Regions from separate parts of the Drosophila melanogaster genome. Here all the other regions are linked to region 2. The links are chromatin contacts, called in public HiChIP or PLAC-seq maps. All regions are on one chromosome and are shown on one strand. Each heading gives the region's core, a stretch centred on a gene start, on an enhancer-like site or on the middle of the called end of the contact. The rest is flanking DNA. Distances are from core to core; before and after follow the strand shown. Region 1 holds the start of PMCA (plasma membrane calcium ATPase). Region 2 overlaps pan (pangolin). Region 3 overlaps Rnf11 (Ring finger protein 11).

The links. HiChIP or PLAC-seq counts read pairs in DNA pulled down with a chosen protein or histone mark.
Region 1: a contact with region 2 is called in an H3K27ac HiChIP or PLAC-seq map of the Kc167 cell line, with 5 times the contacts expected there. The contact joins the promoter of PMCA here to the enhancer-like site in region 2. A contact is called at or near these places in 26 of 107 Hi-C or Micro-C datasets (the D17-c3 cell line, the Kc167 cell line, the ML-DmBG3-c2 cell line and 10 more) and 2 of 6 datasets of contacts at active chromatin or transcription factors (both in the Kc167 cell line).
Region 3: a CP190 HiChIP or PLAC-seq map of the Kc167 cell line shows a contact between it and region 2, with 4 times the contacts expected there. The contact joins two enhancer-like sites. A contact is called at or near these places in 10 of 107 Hi-C or Micro-C datasets (the Kc167 cell line, the OSC cell line, the S2 cell line and 5 more) and 2 of 6 datasets of contacts at active chromatin or transcription factors (both in the Kc167 cell line).

Annotation. Positions count from the first base shown.
Region 1 is chr4:356,121-360,244 of dm6, forward strand. PMCA (plasma membrane calcium ATPase) reads right to left here and starts at 2,537. Exons shown (of 18, transcript NM_001201587.2): 1 at 2,430-2,537. It overlaps Hcf (Host cell factor), which reads left to right and starts at 3,818. Exons shown (of 13, transcript NM_205873.3): 1 at 3,818-3,860.
Region 2 is chr4:111,486-115,685 of dm6, forward strand. It overlaps pan (pangolin), which reads left to right. Exons shown (of 12, transcript NM_001258477.2): 12 at 1-2,785. Ank (Ankyrin) reads right to left here. Exons shown (of 12, transcript NM_001169348.2): 11 at 3,773-4,200; 12 at 3,589-3,717. Among named protein-coding and RNA genes, the nearest start is that of Ank, 16 kb to the right of the region's middle. Within about 2 kb of position 2,831, at least 22 of the 39 cell types and tissues checked have an H3K27ac peak or open chromatin away from gene starts, as enhancers often do. A contact at or near this core is called in the Kc167 cell line, the S2 cell line, brain and 3 more, where this site is marked.
Region 3 is chr4:327,036-330,950 of dm6, forward strand. Rnf11 (Ring finger protein 11) reads left to right here. Exons shown (of 4, transcript NM_001272124.1): 4 at 1,128-3,915. PMCA (plasma membrane calcium ATPase) reads right to left here. Exons shown (of 18, transcript NM_001201587.2): 18 at 1,158-2,393. The coding sequence ends at 2,172. Among named protein-coding and RNA genes, the nearest start is that of Rnf11, 14 kb to the left of the region's middle. Within about 2 kb of position 2,301, at least 9 of the 39 cell types and tissues checked have an H3K27ac peak or open chromatin away from gene starts, as enhancers often do. A contact at or near this core is called in the Kc167 cell line, where this site is marked.

The sequences.
Region 1 (4,124 bases), core at 1,287-3,786, 240 kb after region 2:
TATAATTAAGAAATCTCTATTCAAATTGACTTATTTTAGAAGCCAGACAACATGACAATTTTCAACGTGTAATTCTTAGTGCTAAAATGGCACTTAGTTATTGATCATTTATAAAAACAATAGATTTACTTGTTAGTAAGCTGTTGTCATACAAAAAAGGAACGTGTGTGACGCATTGCCGTGTTCAAGATAATGCAATAAATATCTAGCTAAAAGTAGATCGATCCGATTCGTTTCTTTCCAGGAAATTGTTATTAAATAATCTTATTTTTGTCAACGATAAGCTTCCAATCTGATTAAGACAATGGCATAATACTATTAAAAATCAATTTTGACCGAATTATGTAAAAACTTTAGCATAGCATAGTCAAATATTCTAGTGTCTTTGGCATAGTTGAGTTCACAAAGATATCCTAAGAAATTTTTTTATTTATGATTCATATTTATATATCATATTCTAGCAAGAAAGTTACACAATGGTTTGACTGAGTAGTCAATCTCGACTACACAGTCAAGCTTTTTACACCCGTTTCTCGTTGAACAGTATGTAACAGGCAAAAGGCGTTTCCAAACATATAAAGTATATATTCTTTGATCAGGATTAGTAGCAGAGTCGAACTGACCATGCCCGTCTGTCTGTTCTCAGAAACTTTAAAAGCTAGAAGGTTGTGAGAGGCATATACGCAACACAAGTTTGTTGACCGATGTTGGCACGACCACTCTAACGCCCACAAACCCAAAACTGCCACGCGAACTCTTTTTTAAAATTTCATATTATTATTAGGTCTTGTAAATTTTAATCGATTTGCCAAAAAAATTTTTATCTTTGAGAAATGATTTAATATTTTTGGACTAAATCAGTTGTTTTCGCTATTTCTATCGATACGCCGAAACCATTTTGTCTACGCCCACTCTGACCCCTAAAAACCGCCCAAATTAATCCCGTCCTCATCTTAGAGCAATAAAATAAATTTTATTTCCCCAATTTCTACCGATATTTCCACTTGGACTAGCTGAGTAACGGTCATCTGATAGTTTAAATTACATTTTAAATTCGATGCAAAATTTACGAAGAACATAAACGTATACCTGTTTCATAAGTTATCTTATTTTATTGAAATTTATTGAAAGCTTTCAATTCTGAATCTGATACTCGGTTCAAAAGATTGCGGCGTTTTCAGAGTTCTTCAGTGGAACAAGTTGATCGATTCGGAAATTTCATCATCACGTAATAGAACAGAACTTGCGAGAAGGAAAGACATAAATAGTTTAAATTAACTAACAAGTCAATTTTGATGTTCCTAACATCCAATTTGTATTAATTCTTTAAATTTCCGATTCACTTATTAAACAAGACAGAATCCTATACTCAGCTAGCGGAAATGCGAGCGTAAAATTTGGCATATAGATAGATAGTGTGGAATAAAATGAGAAAAAATTAAAGTGAGTCAACAAACTTGCTCTGCGGCTTTAGAATCTTTATACCGAATCTCAAACATCTTTTATAGTTCCTGAGATCTGGATTCATACGTTCATAGATCGACTCGGCTATTGATCCTGATCAAGGATATATATATATACTTTATATGGTCGGAAACGCTTTTTTCTGCCTGTTACGTACTTTTCAGCGAATCTATTATACCTTTTACTCTACTAGTAATGGGTATAAAAACACTGTTTTCATTTACACAATTGTACTAAACTAAAAGTTTTCATATTGATGAGGTGTGAACGATTTCCATAAATAGAATAAATTCACGCATATGTATGTACGTCAGGGAAGTCATTTTACATGTATCTATTTTAGTTCTAGTTGACAAATATTCGAGCCATTGGCCAAAATTTTTGCAACAATTACATGCTAGTCGGTAACTGGGCCTCACTCTATTTTTTGCACATGTTAAATTTACATATATAGTACACACATAGTACGTGCACATGAATTTTTTGATATGAACACACAGTAAATGAACAGGTGCACAGGAAATGTATCCTATACCGTTGATTCTATATTTCCTAATAAAAACATAAACATACTCAGGGTAAAAGTATTATAAACCCAATCAATTCAAATTCATTGAAATATTCGAGACTTGTTCAAAGGAAGTGCACCCCACCTTCTCTTCACCAACAGAAATCTTACGTCATGTCACGACAAGAGCTACATACATACATATGAATTGGTGTTGGCCATATTGACCATGGAGTAATATGATGAACCTTCGAGCAAATGAAAATTGTACACATTTGGATTTGATTCTGGGCTACTCTATCAGTAACTTTCAGCTTTAATTTCATTTCGAGAACAGCGTATGTTCGGAAAACATACAATATAAAATGATATCATGTTCATTTCCTGGCCCCATTACATTCCTTTGCGTACCCATTCGTTTAACTGTTAAAAACTGCATTTTTTTTGGAATACGTACACAACTAGAAGGCGAAATAATTGTACACGACTCAAGTTAAACGCCACAATATATAGCGAAATATTTAATATAAAGTACTGACACTGTGACGCCTTCCTTTTCAGCAGTATTTATTTTTCCACAGGGAAATATATATCGATATATCAAACTTTTACTATCGAAATCACTTAGTTTTCACAAAACTGTAATATTCTAATATCGATGTATTTTCACATGTAGTGTAAAAATAAATTATTTTATTACGCCGCGCTAGCACAAATGTTCGTGTAGCATATCTCTCTTACGTCGTAATACCTCTTCACTTTTCTTTTTAGTTAAAATGTTAGAAAATCGGTTATGCCTACATATAAGTTTACACTGAACTGCGGCAAAATCTCAGCGCCACAGTTATTTAAAGAGAAGTATTTGAAAGATAGCTGTCCAGCTGTTTGTCTGAATTGTCGCATCAACTTATCTTTTGCTTGCCTATCTTACGTTAGTACTGCGACGATCACCTTCTTATGAGATAAGAGCATAAACGTTTCTTTACACTCGGAAAATATAAATGTAATTGTGTTAAAAATATATTGATTGGCACTATCACATAAAACAAAACCATGTTAAAAGCCAATACATAATTTATTATTTATTAATAAAGTCCATACTTCTGAAACCAAGAAATCGGAACGAGTTTACATATACCATAGGAATATTGTTAAAGCATTTACATATATACATTTAACATTCTATACTCTCTATTCTAAAACACCCAAACATTATGTATAATGCATAAAACTCGTTGAAAACTACATATTTTATTTGTAGAGTAATAGGGTGTACAAAATTCCTTGAAAAGTATAAAACCTTTTTCATTCTTTTCAATACCCTACGGACCATTAATTTTGAGAACCAGCATGTCCTTGTTTCGCTTTTGCACTTTGCATCGATTGAATTAGAAGAGTACAAACAACGACCTGTCCAGAAATTATTGTATATATGTATATGTATGTATATACATATATGTATGTATATCATTTATATATGATTTGATTCATATTCGCACCACAAATATTAATTCGAAAATGATCGTCAAAGTAAACATTATTTCCGACACTAAACCTCACTTAACTTATGTAACAACAATCCCTATCTAGATTTATAAAAGAAAAATTCTCTAGACTTCAAATTATTTGTGTGTTCCATTGCGTATGAACTCATTTCTGTTGAGCTGTTATAAAATTATTAAGTTTCTATTAAAAAGTAATAATATCTTCAAATATTTTTTCTGCAGTGGAAACATAGTGGAATGCTAATTTTGTAAAATACGCTTATATACTGTTTCCGCTTTTGCGGTCAAATAAGTGGGCAATGTTCAGATTTTAGCTTAAGCAATCTATGTATCGATATTTTTCTTCTGTAAGTTCACCTCTAATAAGTAATTGCGTGTGTGAGGTCTCAGTTCGGCTTTTAATTTTGATAATTCTTAATAGTGTTTGTCTTTTTGAACATTAAAAGTGAAAATTGTCGTATAGCATTTAAATATGAACTTCATATAAAATATCTCTCAAATATCAATTATTTTCCAAGATTTGATTGGCTGATTTGTTAAAGTTTTTGCGCGTAGACCTAATCCATTATAGGGAAGCGTCTAGTTCCAGCATTGCCAGGCCAAAATAAATTGTGCATTACATAGAGAATGCCTTTGGGTTTTTAGTA
Region 2 (4,200 bases), core at 1,581-4,080:
TTTTCAAACTTCTTAAAATGTAGTTGAAAAATTTGCTCATATATTATGAAACCTGTATTACTTTTATCTTTGGATAAACAGCTTGTAAATTTTTAAAATTTTATTTGATTCACAATTGTAATTAAATTATTTTATTATAAGCAAAAATTAAAAATTGGTATATAAATTCAAAGCTAAAATGTTTTGTATTGATAAACAAGATCATCCCTAGACGTAGGGAGTTACTTGTAGAGTAAAAGGGTAAACTACAATCGATAATAGGTATGTAACGTAGCAGTATGCGTTTCCAAACCAAAAAATATCAGGATCGATAGCAGGTAGACATGGCCATGTCCGTGCGTCGGTATGAACGTCGAGATCTCGGAAACTATTATAGCTAGAAAGCTTAGGTTAGATATGCGGGATTCTACTGACGTCTGCGTTGACACGCCCACTCAGACTCCGACTTGAACTAGCATGACCACACTTCTGTTTTATTATTTGTGTGGCCAATTTCTATCGTTTAATCCGCCAACATGTCGCTAAAACTGAGACGCCCGTATTTTATACTATTATTTGATTTTTTATTGTTTTAATACTAATATAAATTTGTATACATTTATTAATATAAATTTATATCGATTTGCGAAATAGCTTTTAATTTGGTTTAATTTTACCTATTTGCCATAAAAGATGTTTAAATTTCTTGTACGCACTTCAACTAGCTGAGTATCTTGAGGAACTCGACTATAGAATTCTCTCTTGCTTTTTAGTTTAATACATGAATATTATACACCAAAATCACAGTTTATAATAGATTTTATATTTTACGAATTTTGAAGTATTCTTAACAGATTTTGAGCTCACATATGCATGCAATTTATTTGATCAACGTTTCAATATACACTTCGCATGCTGTATTTTTTTTCTAGTAATAAAAGATGTTTATACTTAAATTGTGCAATTTTTAAAAAATCATAATCATACATAATACTTAATTTCGGCTTCACCCCCGAAACTCTAATCGTTGTAATAATTACTAAAAAAAATTTACTATGATTATAAGAAAACAAATAAATTTTAAAGAAATGAGAGTGTCATAAGAATAATTATGATTACGCAGTTTCATAAAGTAAAATAATATGCTTTAAAAAAAAATAATGTGAGTAGGTTATTTTGGAAAACATTCTGGTTGCATTAAAATTTAACTTTTACCATTTATCTCCAACCGTTTTTAAGATTCATAACTAAGCTCGGCATTTGTACGATCCCAATAAATAAGTTAATGAACCTATATTATGAAACCAAAAAATTTGTGAAATTAATAAAAATAATTGAACTTTAAATTTACATCAAGTTTAGAAATTCAACAAATACACTGCTGTGATAAATCTAATTAACGATTTATATAGGGCTCTAGTCACATAGATACATATTATATGATTATAAATCTATATGTATATATGTATATGTATTTAAACGTGTACATACAGTTATGCACACATTTACATATATATGTATCAATCGTAAACATATAAATTTATTAAGAATCTGCGTTACAACAGTTCGGTGGTCATGATAATTCAAGCAAACTAACAAATCATATGTAATCAGAAGAATGTAAAGGCCATTGCCAATTTAAAAGACTGTTTAACACAAATTTTATACGTTTAATTCCAAAATTTATCAGTACACAAAATTGCTATATAATGCTTTAGTCTTTATGTTTAGTGCAAATCGTTATCTAAAATGTAATGTTAGTATAAAAATAAATATCATAAGCTTATTATTTTTCGATATTTGCGGTTCCATCGTGCTTCCATTGTCTGTGTTTTTGTAAAATATTGCTTTTTATTCAAACGACATCGCAACTTCATTTGTTTGATTAACAAATTCCTTATTATTTCATTTCTATAATTTGTGTAAAAATCAATTAAGTAACACGAGTAATACACTATAATAAAAGTACCCCATCAAATCAATTAAGTGGATCAACAACGAATATGTAAATATATGTTGCATATACATGAAGTATTCTATATAAATTCTTTTTATAATGTTAAAAATGAGTTTGTTTGCTTTTTTTAAGCTATAATTAAATATAAAATTAAATTTCATTTTTAATACTGCAATATTGGTCGACTGATGGATTCTTAGCGTAAGATAAGGTTTAGATAGTAGAAAGGGTTAACAATCGTATACTAAACCTACGCAGATATACAAATTTCTAATATTAAGATGATAGTAATCACAAATATAAGTTTAATAAAATAGTATGTATACACATAGGTAATAAATAATGTACGAAATATAGAAATAATGCAAAGATATTGAATAACAATAAAAACAAAATTAAACTATTAACTTTTTATATACTGACGCACGGCAGAATTATTGATGCAATTCTTAAATTTTTATAAGACGTGCCTTGCAAATATAGGAAATGTTACGTCGGTATGTAAGTTCATACACCCGAGTGCCAATTGGATCGTCGCAAGTCGCGCAAATTGATCCCCCCTTTTACCAAGGTCATTAAAAGTTATGTCATCCTTTTTGCCCTACAGCACCCTGTAAAATGTTCTCATTCTATTGTATTTGTCTTCATATTGTATATTTATTGAATAATTGCTGGCTTGTGCCATGGGCATACATTAAAAGATATAAAGAAAATTCGGTGACTGTGTTCCGTCAAACTTACCTCAATCCCATCCTGGGCGATGAGATCTGGACCCTTGATCCTGGGCATTTCTACATATTAGGTTGTAATTATACATACATATACACCTTCTCCAATATAGTACAGATTAAAAACATTTACAGAAAAACAAGCACCATCAAGAAGGTATTGTATATATATAAGTAGGGCCGTATGTATGCTTGTATGCAGTATGCACTGCGGCACGCTCCAGCTGCGGGGCCGCTATCTTATTCTCCGATTTCTCGTTCTCCCACTTGTTTTGCATTTTGTTTTGGTTTTTATTTTATATTTGTTAACATTTAAAATGCATGATTTCACTCTTAAATTTGTCACGGATTACTATTGCTAGTAATTACTATTACTATTATTAATTTTAATGCCATTTCCGGTTTAGGTTTGTGTCGGTGCATTGCTTAATTTGATCTGCCGACTCCGTCTTTTGATGATGTTTTCACATTTTGCATTTACTGCGATGGACGATGGATCTTCTTTAACGCATTGTGATAGGAAGCCTCTGTACAGATCTCTTCTACGCATTCGCCAGTTTCAGGAGCACTAGAAAAACTAACACCATGGCGATCAAATTAAGAATGTTCTTTGCGCCTAAGGTCTCGTCCATGTGGTAAATCAATTCCACGGCGGTGTTGTCAAAGGCCTTGGACTGCTTGCTCTCCATATTGGAACTTCCTTTCTACTGGTTGAAAATGTTTTTTTTTTTTTTTTTTTTAAATAATCATTCTATTTATTTTGGATTCAAAAGGAATCGTTCAGTCAATTCCTCTAAAACTTAACCTATTGTGTGTATAAATGTATATGAGACCAAGTGGTTTCTTAATTATTAAGTAGAAAAGGAAAAAAAAAGAATTTTTCTAGTTATTAATTACTTAATGTGTAATATTTTATACTATCCTCCGGGTAGGGAGATCGGTGGGGTGTACCCTCTTCAGCCTTCGGAGGGAGATGGGATTAGCTAGGATGTTTGCTAGTTGATTCGGGTGGACCATAAGCCTGTCGGCATAACGGCTGCTGTGAAAATTGATCTGATTGAGAGGGATAACTTTCAGATCTCTTTCGATTACCTGGTTTGTCACTTACCAGGGGAGCCCAGATGCATGGCTTGCAGCTCTCGACTGGACCACACGGAGCCTATTGAGCTGGGATTTGGCGGCAGTTCCCCACACCTGGATGGCATAACTCCACGTTAGAGCAAGTATGGCTTTGATTAAAAGAGCCTTAGAGCTCATTTGTAGTTTACTGGAGTGGAAGAGCCAGTCGAGCTTTTTTAGTTTCGCCAGTGACTTGAATTTGACCGACGTGATGTGGGCCCTCCAGGTCAGTCTCCGATCTAGATGAACTCCTAGGTAGCAGTGCGATGTGACATTGTTGACGGGGTTTCCATCAAAAGTCAGATCTGTGCAAGTTCCGGGCCGCAGGGTAAAAGTTACACAGGCTGACTTCGAGGAGTTAATGGCCACATTCCATTTGGCAGTCCATTTTCGACTGCATGCAGCCATTCCTGGACT
Region 3 (3,915 bases), core at 1,051-3,550, 220 kb after region 2:
CATCCGTAACGCATAATTACTGTCCATATGAACTAGTATTTGGTAAGACTAGTAATTTAGCAAAACAATTTAGTAACATAGATAATATAGACCCTATATATAACATAGATGATTACGCTAAAGAAGTTAAATTTAGACTAGAAAACGCGTATAAAAGAGCACGCATATTATTAGAAAGAAATAAAGTAAAACAGAAAACCAGTTATGATAACAAAGTTAGCGATTTTAAACTAAAAGTAGGAGATAACGTTTTAATAAGAAACGAAACAGGTCACAAACTAGAACCAACGTATCTAGGGCCATTCGAAGTAATTAGAATCGAAGAAAACAATAACATAGTAATTAGGAATAAAAAGAACAAAGAACAGAAAGTTCATAAGGATAGGTTAAAAATATATAATTAATGAAACGTTTTATACAAAATAAATAACTAAAAAAAAAAAAAAAGGGTCTGATCAACCGAAAAAAAAAATTTAATAAGTTTTTGTCTAAGAAAGTTAAAAATAGAAGCATAACGTAATTATAAACAACAAAAAAAAAAAAAAATATAAAAAAAAAAAAATTCTTTTACACAAATTATTCTGAGACCAAACTTTTTCTAATAGAAAGGATAAATAAGAAATAATATAAGAAAAAAAATGTTTTAATTAATTAAATGACTACATATATTACGTCATTTCTCTAAAAAGGGAGGTGTAGTGTATCTACCCTCACTATAACTCTACTCTACATATATATAAGTAACGTACATACATTGTGACACTTTGTTGCAAACACAAATAAACATAATTCACATCAAAGACCACATGCACTTACATAAACACTCCAGCCAATGAAATACGATCTAACGCTTATACATAAGCCGATCGCGGAGCGTGAGAATGCTGAGCATGCACTTAGCAGCTCAAGTGGTCAAGCCATACATAACATATGTATGCCTTCTGCATACACATGTATATGTATATACAATATATACAATATGTACAATATGTAAGAACACCATGTACGGGTAGCTGTACCCAAAGACAGCAACATAGGATTCATTCAAATAAAACGATTCAAACGGAACAGACGCTCTGAGCTATTCAATATCTATTACACTGAGCTATTACTTATTACTTATTACAATATATATATAAATTGTTTTACCAACATTAATTCTATATTTGGTATAACAAAAAAAGATTAAATAAAATGTGAGATTTATTTAATTCCGGCATTCATTTCATTTCTGTATAAGTATGGGTCTTGTTGGATTCTGGGTAGCCCTTTTGGCTCTCTCCTGCTCATAGCATACATGGTGAATGTCCAGAATAATTCTTATAATTTTAAAGTTTACGAAGACGAATCCTTTCGTTTTTTACTATATCATGAATTGTTAAAAATGAAATAAAAAACAAGCTTAGCATAAAAAGTTACAGGATAAAAGCGAAAATGTGTTCTCATCTATTTCTTATGATCGATTTTTACTAACATACGTATTGTTTGCAGCTTAGCTCACAAAGCAATTCGACGGCCATGAAATTAACTTCAACAGAGTCGGATTGTTCTTTATTATCTTAATTACGAAACAATACGTGCGTAGATTTAGATGAATGAATTCTGGCTTTTGATTCAAGACAGAGTACCTGAGGATTTTTGCCGAAATAGCACGAACATTTAAATTTGAAAAAAGTTCTGGTCCTCGTTATAGATCCGTGCTTTTCTGTTTCTTTTGCACCGTTTGGTCGATTTATTATAGTGCTAACCTTTTCCACGTGTAAGTAAATAAAACATGTTTATTCATTGAATCATTTATTACATGTAAGACGATAAAATATTAATTAATGGCTTCAGTGTGCGAGACAAAACCGATCCGCTTACATTTTGAGTTAAAGGTGGTTATAATCAATGTATGTATGCCCTTGCATTACAATTATATTAATATTAAGTACTTTATATATTTTGTTAGCATACATACTAACAAAAAAAATTAGAAATTTACATTTTTTTTACGGATTATTTTTGCTGAATTACAAAATGCTTTTTAACCAATTCACAGCTACATTGCTGTTATCCTGAACAAAACCTTTTTTTATAAAAATTCCAAGCTGTGCTAAGGATTTCTTAGAATTGTTATTTCTGAGAATGTGTGCGGTTTATTTTTATATGGATATGGATGCCACTGAAATTTAAACTGCAGTTTCAGTGTGACTGTGGGATGATAGACGTTCGACATCAATTTCGGGTATGGTCAGCTCATCAGGTATATTATCGGCATACTCAATGGAAGACGTTTCCGAAAGGCGTTTGCTCAACGAAGTCTGCTTACGCAGTACCTCTGCCAGGGATGTGTTGGTGTGATCACCGTAACGGGCGTCCAGACCCTGGCGGAATGCGTTTACCACTCGTATCTAAGCGTACATTTAGTAAAAAGAAAAGAACAACACCAAGAACAGTGACAAAAGGGACATAAACAATAGTATAAGAAGAACATCTTTAATCATTCAAGCTAAAGATCCAATTATACATATATGAACATACTTTCTTTTATGTATATTTCTAGTTCAAATTAAATACAAATATTATTTTGACAATTCTTACTACGAGCAGATGCGACACATAAATGATAAGATAGATCTTAAGTTAATAATGGGATATCCAAATACCAATTAATTCAGACGGACAAATAATCAGTAACAACACTTCATATGAGTTGCTTATTCTTTTTAATATTTCGCTTATTTTGTTCATAATTCGGAGGACTGTAGCTCGGTAATTTACCAATTAATCAGCAATCTAAAATTAATTTGCCTAATCATGCATTATGCGACAACCTTTTTTTGATTTTATTTAAGTGGTGACGAACAAACACATTAAAAAACTAAGTATATCGTTCTTCTACATGATGGAAGTTTAAAGCAAAACCAGTGGGCACGAAAAACCAACTAAATCATAATTAAAAAAGAAATATAACCATATATATTTTGGATATAGGTGGGTTAAAAATTCGGCATATTAAATTAAGCTTGTGGTTGACACACAATACGCCTATTAAATTGCCTTGCCTTTCATTACCTTATTATTACGGACAAACAGACGATTTAAAAAAATTGTGTTCTTAGTGAATAGACAAACGTACTACAAGTATATCATCGTTCATTCTTATAGTTACGCTTTTGCCGAGATAGAATTTAATAATTCGACTTATTTTAAAACTGTAAAAATAACATAAAACAAAATTGTTAAGGCTTACAGCTTGATCAGTGTTGCTCTTGCTATATGGGACCGGAATCAAGCGTTCTTGCAATTCGCCGCCTATTACCTTTAAGAATGAAGAGAAAGAGAGGGAGATAGAAAGTAATACAGAAAATATAAGTGGGAAAGAGTAAAATAGTCATAAAAAGGTTGAAATTTATATTAATCTTGCCGCTATAAATGGATCACTACAAACACTTTGGCTTTACTGTACTAATTTTTTAATTCTTAAAAAGCAAATAAATATATGTTTAACTAGAGTTTAGGTGTTGAAAAGTAAACAAAAATATGTAATTATCATAACAATGTACGTTTTTGAAAAATTATCAAAATACAATTAATCATGTAATAGTAGTAGTAAAAGTGGAGGATATGAATAAGATTTTTACCTAATAATAATTCTGGAAAGGACACACCAGGTCTGTTATGGGAAATTATGACAATTGTTTTATATATGCTAAAGAAAATTAATTATTATATAAAACATTTTTTGATGCACTAACATTAACCCATTTATTACGTATGCTCATGTACGCAAACGAGCGATTAATAAGAATATCAATGGAAAAACCACATTTTTATTCATTTGTGAAAAATAGATTTTTCCTAGTAGATGGACCAACATATTTGAATATTTAAATATATAATTAATTTAATTATTACAGACATTTTCAGTAT